3 separate regions of the Mus musculus genome follow, and all the other regions are linked to region 1. The links are chromatin contacts, called in public HiChIP or PLAC-seq maps. All regions are on one chromosome and are shown on one strand. The core of a region is the stretch at or near the end of the contact, and the rest is flanking DNA. Distances in the headings are between cores, read along the strand shown. Region 1 has its middle 140 kb from the start of Pax3. Region 2 overlaps Farsb (phenylalanyl-tRNA synthetase, beta subunit). Region 3 overlaps Sgpp2 (sphingosine-1-phosphate phosphatase 2).

Region 1 (2,516 bases), core at 8-2,507:
TAAACAGTGACATGTGTCTGCTAAGCAGAAGTCGATGTTTGCTGAAATCCAAGCAGAAGTTGACCATTCAAAGCTGGAGAGCCCTAAACTCTTTCAGATTATGGAGCTTTGGTAATCTGATAAATGGATCCCTTGGCAATGTTGTTACTCTTTCTACAGATACAAAGTTGAAACACATAAGATTGTTATGAAAATAATAACAATGAAATACAATAGTGATTAAAACATGTTTTAAAATGTCCACTGTTACTTCTTTATAAGCACAAGAAAAAGAACCATTGTTTTCCAAGGCTTATTAAAGAGTATCGAGTTTCTGCAGAAATTTTACTGGTAAATAAGTCCACTTGAATTGTCTCCTGTCTAGTTTTTGTGTGCATGAGTTTGATCAACTAAGTTGTTTATTAAGTCTTCAAGGAGAATGATATCCATCACACGTTTATTTTTTTTTTATATAGCGACTGCCTGGCAACGCGGTTGGACAGAACAAACTGATATTTTCAGATTGAAAACAAAACAAAACAAAGCAAGACAGAAGCAACTCCCCCAATGACAAACTATAAAATACTAATATTCACATGTTGAATCATTTGAAAGTCTTAGGTTAAAGTCATTTAGGTTTGGAATTTTCCTGTCTCCTCACTCTTCTGAGGGATGAGAAAGTAAGACAAATGACAGCCAGATGTGAGTTCTATGGAACTTTAACATCATTGATTATGACTGGATTGTTTTGCTAAGGTACCTGTTAGGTTATTGTAACATTTCTTTTTTTGAAGATTTATTTATTTTATGTATGTGAGTACATTGTAACTGTCTTCAGACACACCAGAAGAGGGTATTGGATTCCATTACAGATGGCTGTGAGCCACCATTAGTTGCTGGAAATTGAACTCAGAACCTCTGGAAGAGCAGTCAGTGTTCTTAACCTCTGAGTCATCTCTGTAGCCCCTTATTGCTATATCTTTTCTATTCAGACATCTTGCATTTCCTTTAAAGCTGCCAAGACAGAGGACTGACTATTCCTCATGTTTTTCTGGAACCATTTGTTTGTTAGAGAGCCTCTCCTCAGAGGTTTTTAGGAAATCTGGATGGTGGAATGGTCTGCTGTGTACCGAGGAACAAGCATTTAACCCTGAAGGGCTATGTCTAAAGGCTGGGGGGGAAAAGAAGAAAAGAAAAAGCCTTTGATTCCTCAATAGCCACAGCTAAACTTGTGGCAGGATGTTTGAGGCTCCCATGAGGCTGAGTCATTGCTTTGCTGCTGCGTCTACAGAAGTGTTTATCTCGTGACATGCCTGGAGTCAGACACTATGACGTTGGAGCCTCATTCTAGAATGTCTAAATTCATGAGCTTGGGAAAGCAACTGAATTTTGGAAGCTTTAAGGCCTCTTCTGAAGAAAAAATGGCAGCAATATTGACTGGATAGACTTTCCAAGGGAAATTACAGCAGAGAATCCAAGAAATAACCAGTTTGGCACTAAGTGTGAATGGCCTCAAGTGTTGTCACAGAAAATTAGGTAAAGACAGACAATAGGGGATTATTGTCCCAATGAATAAGAGATTTGGAGATAGTGAGGATTTTTGGATTTGGTTGTAAGAGGTTCAAAGGTAAGGAATAACTTAGACCTTTTTTGTAGGGCTCATCTCTGTCATCAGTGGTCCAGAGTTTTTTCTATTCCATACTTCTGCATAGCCCTTCCTCATCCTGGAAAGCCATTCTTGTGTTTATAAAGTTATCTGAGCTGCTTCAAATCTCACATCCTCACACAGCCCCACAGCAAGTTCCTCTTAGGTTTCCTTGGTCAAGATTTAGTTTGTAGACCAAGTTCACTGGAAAGGGGGGGCCAATTAGTAGGATTGGTTTAAATTAATTTGACTCTTGGGCTGGGAGGGGTAACCTGCAAATTCTTTTCAGGAGATGGCTAAGAATGAATAAAATTTGGGTTGTTTTTAGCAGTGGGAAAGGTTTTGGAATTATGATCAACTGGGCTTGCCGTACTATCTTCACATACTGTCTTAAGATAGAGGTGGATGTCAGATATAATAGATATGGTGTAATTCTATCAGTTCATTATTGCGCATAATTTTGGGCAAGCCATTTGACCTCTTGATCATCAGTTTGTGCATATATAAAATGAAGATAAATGTTTTCGCCTATTTCGTAGAGTCATAAGAAGATAATGTAACTGAAAGCCATCTATCAAGTTTTGTTTGGACTTGTGCATAGATTTGATGTATTCAGATGAGCCCTTATGTAGAACACAGTCTTCCAGCCTTTACATTTCAAAGCTGACAATGAAACCACACTTTGCAGCTTCTCATATGACTTTCCAGAGCTTAGAATTTCAGATTACTAGAAAGAGGAGCAAATCTTTTATAAAGGTCACAGGATGATCACAAAAGTCACAGCATGCTTTGGCTCTAAATTTGTAATTTTTTTGTAACAGAAAAAAAAAAACTTAGCAGATGACTGCGGTGGTTGAAATGAGGATGGATGCTCTTTATAGGCTCATGTTTG
Region 2 (2,516 bases), core at 7-2,506, 390 kb before region 1:
CTCTTTAGTGAGCAGTCCCAAAATTATGGGGTTCAAAAAAATGGTGATGTGTGGCAAGCAGGAACCAGGTGGTCTAGTTAACCACAGTGATAGAAAACTAGAAAGGACTGTAAGTCTAAGAGGGCACCTGCCACATCTACATGTAGAGCTGTGTTCAGATTCTCAGCACCCATGTGAGAAACCAAGCCTGGCAGCATGTGCCTGTCTTACCAAGACCAGGGAGGCAGGGGCTGGCAGAACCCTGGGGCTCACTGGCCACCCCGTGTATCCATGTTCCATGTGGAGAGAATGTGCAAAGTACCCTGGGAATGCAGAGAATGGACCTAGGACTGCCAGTAACTCATTCTGTAATGCCGAGAAAATCCTAGCACCCCTGAGCCTCATATGAGTGTCTGTTTGGCAAACATAGCTTCCAAAATGAAGACAAGAATGGAATCTAAATTTCTTTCTTTTCCTGTCTGACCCAAGTTTTTCTGAAAGCAAGCAAAAGACTACTCCCATTTCCCTGCTTGACCTAATCAGACATTTTACTCTAACGAGCACTGCTCTCACTGGCCATCGTGATGAATGAGGCTGTCAGGCTGGCAGTTTTGAAACCAAGTCAGGCACACTTTTCAGGCATTAAGACTTCACTGTAAATCAGGCACGTTTGGCTTGTGTGAGGCTGAGCAGCCACTGCATTTGCTGAGCCTCAAGCTCCGAAGCTGCTGTAACACTTTTAACAATTAGTCATGACTCAGGGGCCTGAGCTGATTTACCCCTTTTGGTGGACAGAGTGGCATGTGTTTTTGGAACAAGAAACTGAGTACAGACTCTGCCCTAGGGTAAGTTTTTAGTTTTGTAGCAGGGAGGGTAGCTGTGGCGAGCATGCAAGGCTGCTGTGAAAGTTACTGGCTGCTTTCAGATGTTAATCGTCATTCACTTCAATGTCAGGAATGACCAAACCGTAAACAAAATATTTTTAAAAGCCAGGAAAACTGCAGGGATGAGCAAAAGGCTGCCTGTCTGGAAAAGCTAGCACAGTTTGCACAATCAGGCCTTCCCACGGTTTAAACACAGTTGAGTCCTGTAGTCACAGTTCCTCCCTCAGTGCTGTGGAAGCTGCCACTATGCCTCGAATCTCACTGAAATGCAAGAAAGCGGATCTCTGGGTCGAGGATGAGCAGGTCTAAAAGGAACAGGAACTTAAGGATGTGGGTGAGCTTGGCTTGCTCTGTAAAGGGGTTGGGGGCTTACGTCATTAGGAGCAGATCAGCATAACCCGCTCATCCAAGGAGCAGCCTCACGTGCATGGTTTCAGACGGTTTGGACTTGGTCACTGCTGTACTAAGTGCACTGGGTTCGAGCTCTCACATAAGCTCTAGACAGCCTCCCTTTCTTCTCGAAGCTCAGCTACTCTGAGCTTTTGACTCCCTCAGACCTTGCTCCATCTTCCAGAGCGGCTCCTGCTTTGAACTCCATTTTCCCTGCCTCCAGGTTACAGAGAAATGGTTCCCAAACACTCACCTTGTCCCAGACGCCTCTGTAAGCGAGAAGACGGTCTGTTTCTTTTTACCCTTCTTAAGTGCATGTGGAAATAAGGAATTTATGTTTTAAGCCTTTAATTGCAAGGTCTGTTTCAGAGTTGTATTTCTTCTTCCTCCCTCCAGCATCATGGCCACCACACACCGTAACGGTTGGTCTTCGTGTGGGTTGTTCCTCAGCATACTATCCGTACACACATGCACACATGCGATGTCAGTGCTTATCTGCCACGGGTTACGGAACATTAAACACGGGCACGCATAAGACTATGGCGTCAGTCTCTAGCTGACAGAAAGTAGACATGGATGAGTGAAAGAAGGGTCCAGTCTTCATAAGTTTTGGTATGAAACTTACGTGTTCGATGACGGCTAAAGAAGAAGATTTTATTATAGGTTTGTGAATACCTATCTTCTGAGATACTGTCCATCAATTCTGGAGCCTCAGATAATAGAAGATTATCCAGCATCCACATGTGGAATGCGGCTTTCTGAAGAGGGCTTATGTCATCAGTCTGGATTAATTTAATTTCACCATTTCATATTTTTTGGCATGTAGAATTTCCAATTAATAATTCAAAAAACATGGGTGTAAGGAGACTGACGTTAACAGTTTTTGAAGTAGCATCCTTCTCATATGAGATGGCATCTTAGCTGAGTAAATATATCATTTTTAATATAGAAAGTTATTTTTGTGTGCTTGGTTCCACAAAGTTAAGATCTGCTAACGTGAGTATAATGTGCCTTGTCATGCATCCAGTGCTGTATTTTTTTTTAATAGATAAAAATCCATTCCAGGTTTCTGTTAACAACATAGAAGCCAACCCTCAGGAATATAAATTTCCCCTGGATGCATTGAGCATTTTAGAGATTTCTTTTCACATTTGTTTCTTGGCTTCTCAGCATCATTTTAAAATAAAAGTGTATACTTTGGTGCTGCCATATAAAAGCATTTTAGGAAAGTTTTTGCTGGATTTTTTTTTTTGTTCCTTACAA
Region 3 (2,516 bases), core at 10-2,509, 330 kb before region 1:
GGCCTTAGTTACCAGCCTTCTCATCTTAACTATGGCAACAGAATCTATGGTCGCCAGGGCTTGGCTTAGCTTCTGGTGGATGGAGTCGTCTCACCTTGGGATGGAATTCTTAAGAAGGACTATTTCAAAAGTACTTGGACTAGCCAGCTGATTGCCAGGAATTTCCACACAGGGATGCTTTCTCTCCACACTTCAAGTGGCAGGTTAATTTGGCATTGTATCCTCCCCAGGGAGGCACAGTGCCTGGGTTAAAACCCTGCAGAGGCTATCTTGCACAGCAGGACAAATCCCCAGGCTGTAAAGCCTCATTGACAGCCGCTGAATTCCATCCCTGTGATTTCCAATGGACTTTGAAACACAGCCTCTTTACCATCCCTGATTACCAAAATGAGTCTCCTGGAGCCACTCTTTTTATGTCTCCACCTCCCTCCCAGGAACCTGTAAAACCTCATCCAGCTCTTAGATGGGGCATGTAGAACACTACCGACTACCAAGAATTTCTCAGAAGCTGCTAAAAACATTTCACCTCTGCCCCTTCCTCACCACCAAAGTAAACAAAATGTCACAGTCATAGATGACAAATTCAATCAAAATACTGAAAATTCACAGCCCTGAAGCCTTAAAATCGTAACATCAAGAGAGATTGGGTAACGCTTGAACCAAATCTAATTTTCTTGAAGTTTACAAGTCTCTTTGACTACATTTTTATTCTCCCTTCTATGCTCAAAGGATGTTTAGAATTAGGACAATTCTTCAGGTCCCTTAAAAACACTGCCACACCTACACATTGTTTCCAACTTAAAAAAAATCCAAATGAAAATGGATACATAAGTAGCTCTCTTTAAGCAAGAGAAAACAGTCCTGAAATCTTCAAGGCAGAGGTAAAGAATTGGCTCACAGTATGGTGCTCTGTCTCTGCTAGTGCTGCTCAGGACAGCCAAGCGAGGGTGTGCCAACCTTGTATCAGCTCCGTGGCCTTGAGTAGGGAAATGGGCTGCACAGAGTCTGGTTAAACACAAGAAAACATTCAACAGGAAGTTATTCACAGAGCTCTGTGGGGTGCATGCTTTAGTTTGGATCCTAATGGGAGTCACTGCGACCTTTAGGTGGGCCACCAGCTTGTTTTTCCTTTCTCTTTGCTTCCGGGCCACCATGAGGCAAGCAGCTTCCTCTACCAGCATCTGCTACCTCACCCACCACAAGGCCTAAACACAGGGCGTATAGATTTCAAGCTTTCACAGCTGTGAGTCAGAATGACTATTTCTTTTGTCTAAGTTGCTTATCTCAGACATTTTGTTACAAAGCTGACTCAAACAGTTGCATGTAGGAAGGCACTTGGGTCCAAAGACCCTGGGGCTGAGTATTAAGGGAAAATGGCTTAATTAAGAGGAGTGAAGGGAAAGAGGTGCTCTGGTCGCAAGAACAACATGAGCAGAAGCTTCGATAAATGAGAATGGGGAGTGGCATACAACTTACTAGGAGACTCGAACCTTTGGAGTTGCACAAATGAGGTACAGTGGCATACATCCTCTAAAATGACTAAGACAAATGGAACCAACCACATCAGGCAGTGGCAAGGATAGAGTTCTGGAGCTCTCTTAGGCACTGAGAATGCACAGCCACTCTGGAAAAGTATGGCAGTTCCTAACGATGTTAAGAGTATTCTAGTCATGTGATCCAGCCATGCCACCCTAGACATTCACTCACAGCAAAGGAAAGCATGGGCCACACAGTTCTGCCTATGGATGTTCACTGCAGGGTTTGTTGGTTTGTTAATAGTCCCAAGCTGGAAACAGCTCAACTCCCATCAGAAGGGGACTAAAATGTGTTGTCATCAGTCAGTTGAATGCTACTATGAAACAACAAGAACCCTGAGCTGCTGACATACGTTTAAATAGAGACAAAGCTAAGAACGATACTGCAGAATGAAGCATCACAGAAAGTGAATGGCACAGCTAAATGCTTCTAAATTCATATAAAATTCTTAAAAATGTGAGCTACCTCACAGTGAGAGAAAGTGAATATTTATTTGCTAGGAAGGGGAGAAGCCACAAAGGAATATGAGGAGGTAGGGGGCATGTGCACACAGACACACACACACACACACACACACACACACACACACACACACAGTACTGCAGGTGTCCACAGAGTCCAGAAGAGGGTGTATGATCTCCTGGGGCTGGAGTTGCAGATGGTTCTGAGCTGCCAAGTATGGGGGTTTGGGAACTGAATAGAACAAATAGAGGTTATAGGTTTGACAGAATTGAGAAAAAAGGATGGGTCTGAGATGTCAAGTGTTCAACACCATATGCCACTGATTATATAGTAACACAGCAATGTACATATTGGAGTGGTAAAGTGCAGAAACCTGACAATGCCACATGCTGGTGGGGTTTCAGAGTAAAAGAAACACCCATTCATCAGTAGCTGGAAAGCAAAATTGTAAGATCACTTCCAAAGATGATTTAAAAACATTCTTTTACAAAGTTAGACATATTCTTATCATAAGCTGG

Evidence for each region. HiChIP or PLAC-seq counts read pairs in DNA pulled down with a chosen protein or histone mark.
Region 2: a contact with region 1 is called in an H3K27ac HiChIP or PLAC-seq map of embryonic fibroblasts, with 3 times the contacts expected there. The contact joins two enhancer-like sites. A contact is called at or near these places in 2 of 115 datasets of contacts at active chromatin or transcription factors (cardiomyocytes and embryonic fibroblasts) and 1 of 9 other capture datasets (embryonic tail).
Region 3: a contact with region 1 is called in an H3K27ac HiChIP or PLAC-seq map of the NIH/3T3 cell line, with 3 times the contacts expected there. The contact joins two enhancer-like sites. A contact is called at or near these places in 1 of 115 datasets of contacts at active chromatin or transcription factors (the NIH/3T3 cell line) and 1 of 9 other capture datasets (embryonic tail).

Annotation. Positions count from the first base shown.
Region 1 is chr1:78,056,817-78,059,332 of GRCm38.p6, reverse strand. No RefSeq gene overlaps it. Among named protein-coding and RNA genes, the nearest start is that of Pax3, 140 kb to the left of the region's middle. Within about 2 kb of position 1,257, at least 46 of the 459 cell types and tissues checked have an H3K27ac peak or open chromatin away from gene starts, as enhancers often do. A contact at or near this core is called in the NIH/3T3 cell line and embryonic fibroblasts, where this site is marked.
Region 2 is chr1:78,449,806-78,452,321 of GRCm38.p6, reverse strand. All of the region lies in intron 15 of Farsb (phenylalanyl-tRNA synthetase, beta subunit), which reads left to right. Among named protein-coding and RNA genes, the nearest start is that of Farsb, 38 kb to the left of the region's middle. Within about 2 kb of position 1,256, at least 22 of the 459 cell types and tissues checked have an H3K27ac peak or open chromatin away from gene starts, as enhancers often do. A contact at or near this core is called in embryonic fibroblasts, where this site is marked.
Region 3 is chr1:78,386,759-78,389,274 of GRCm38.p6, reverse strand. All of the region lies in intron 2 of Sgpp2 (sphingosine-1-phosphate phosphatase 2), which reads right to left. Among named protein-coding and RNA genes, the nearest start is that of Gm51634, 31 kb to the right of the region's middle. Within about 2 kb of position 1,259, at least 33 of the 459 cell types and tissues checked have an H3K27ac peak or open chromatin away from gene starts, as enhancers often do. A contact at or near this core is called in the NIH/3T3 cell line, where this site is marked.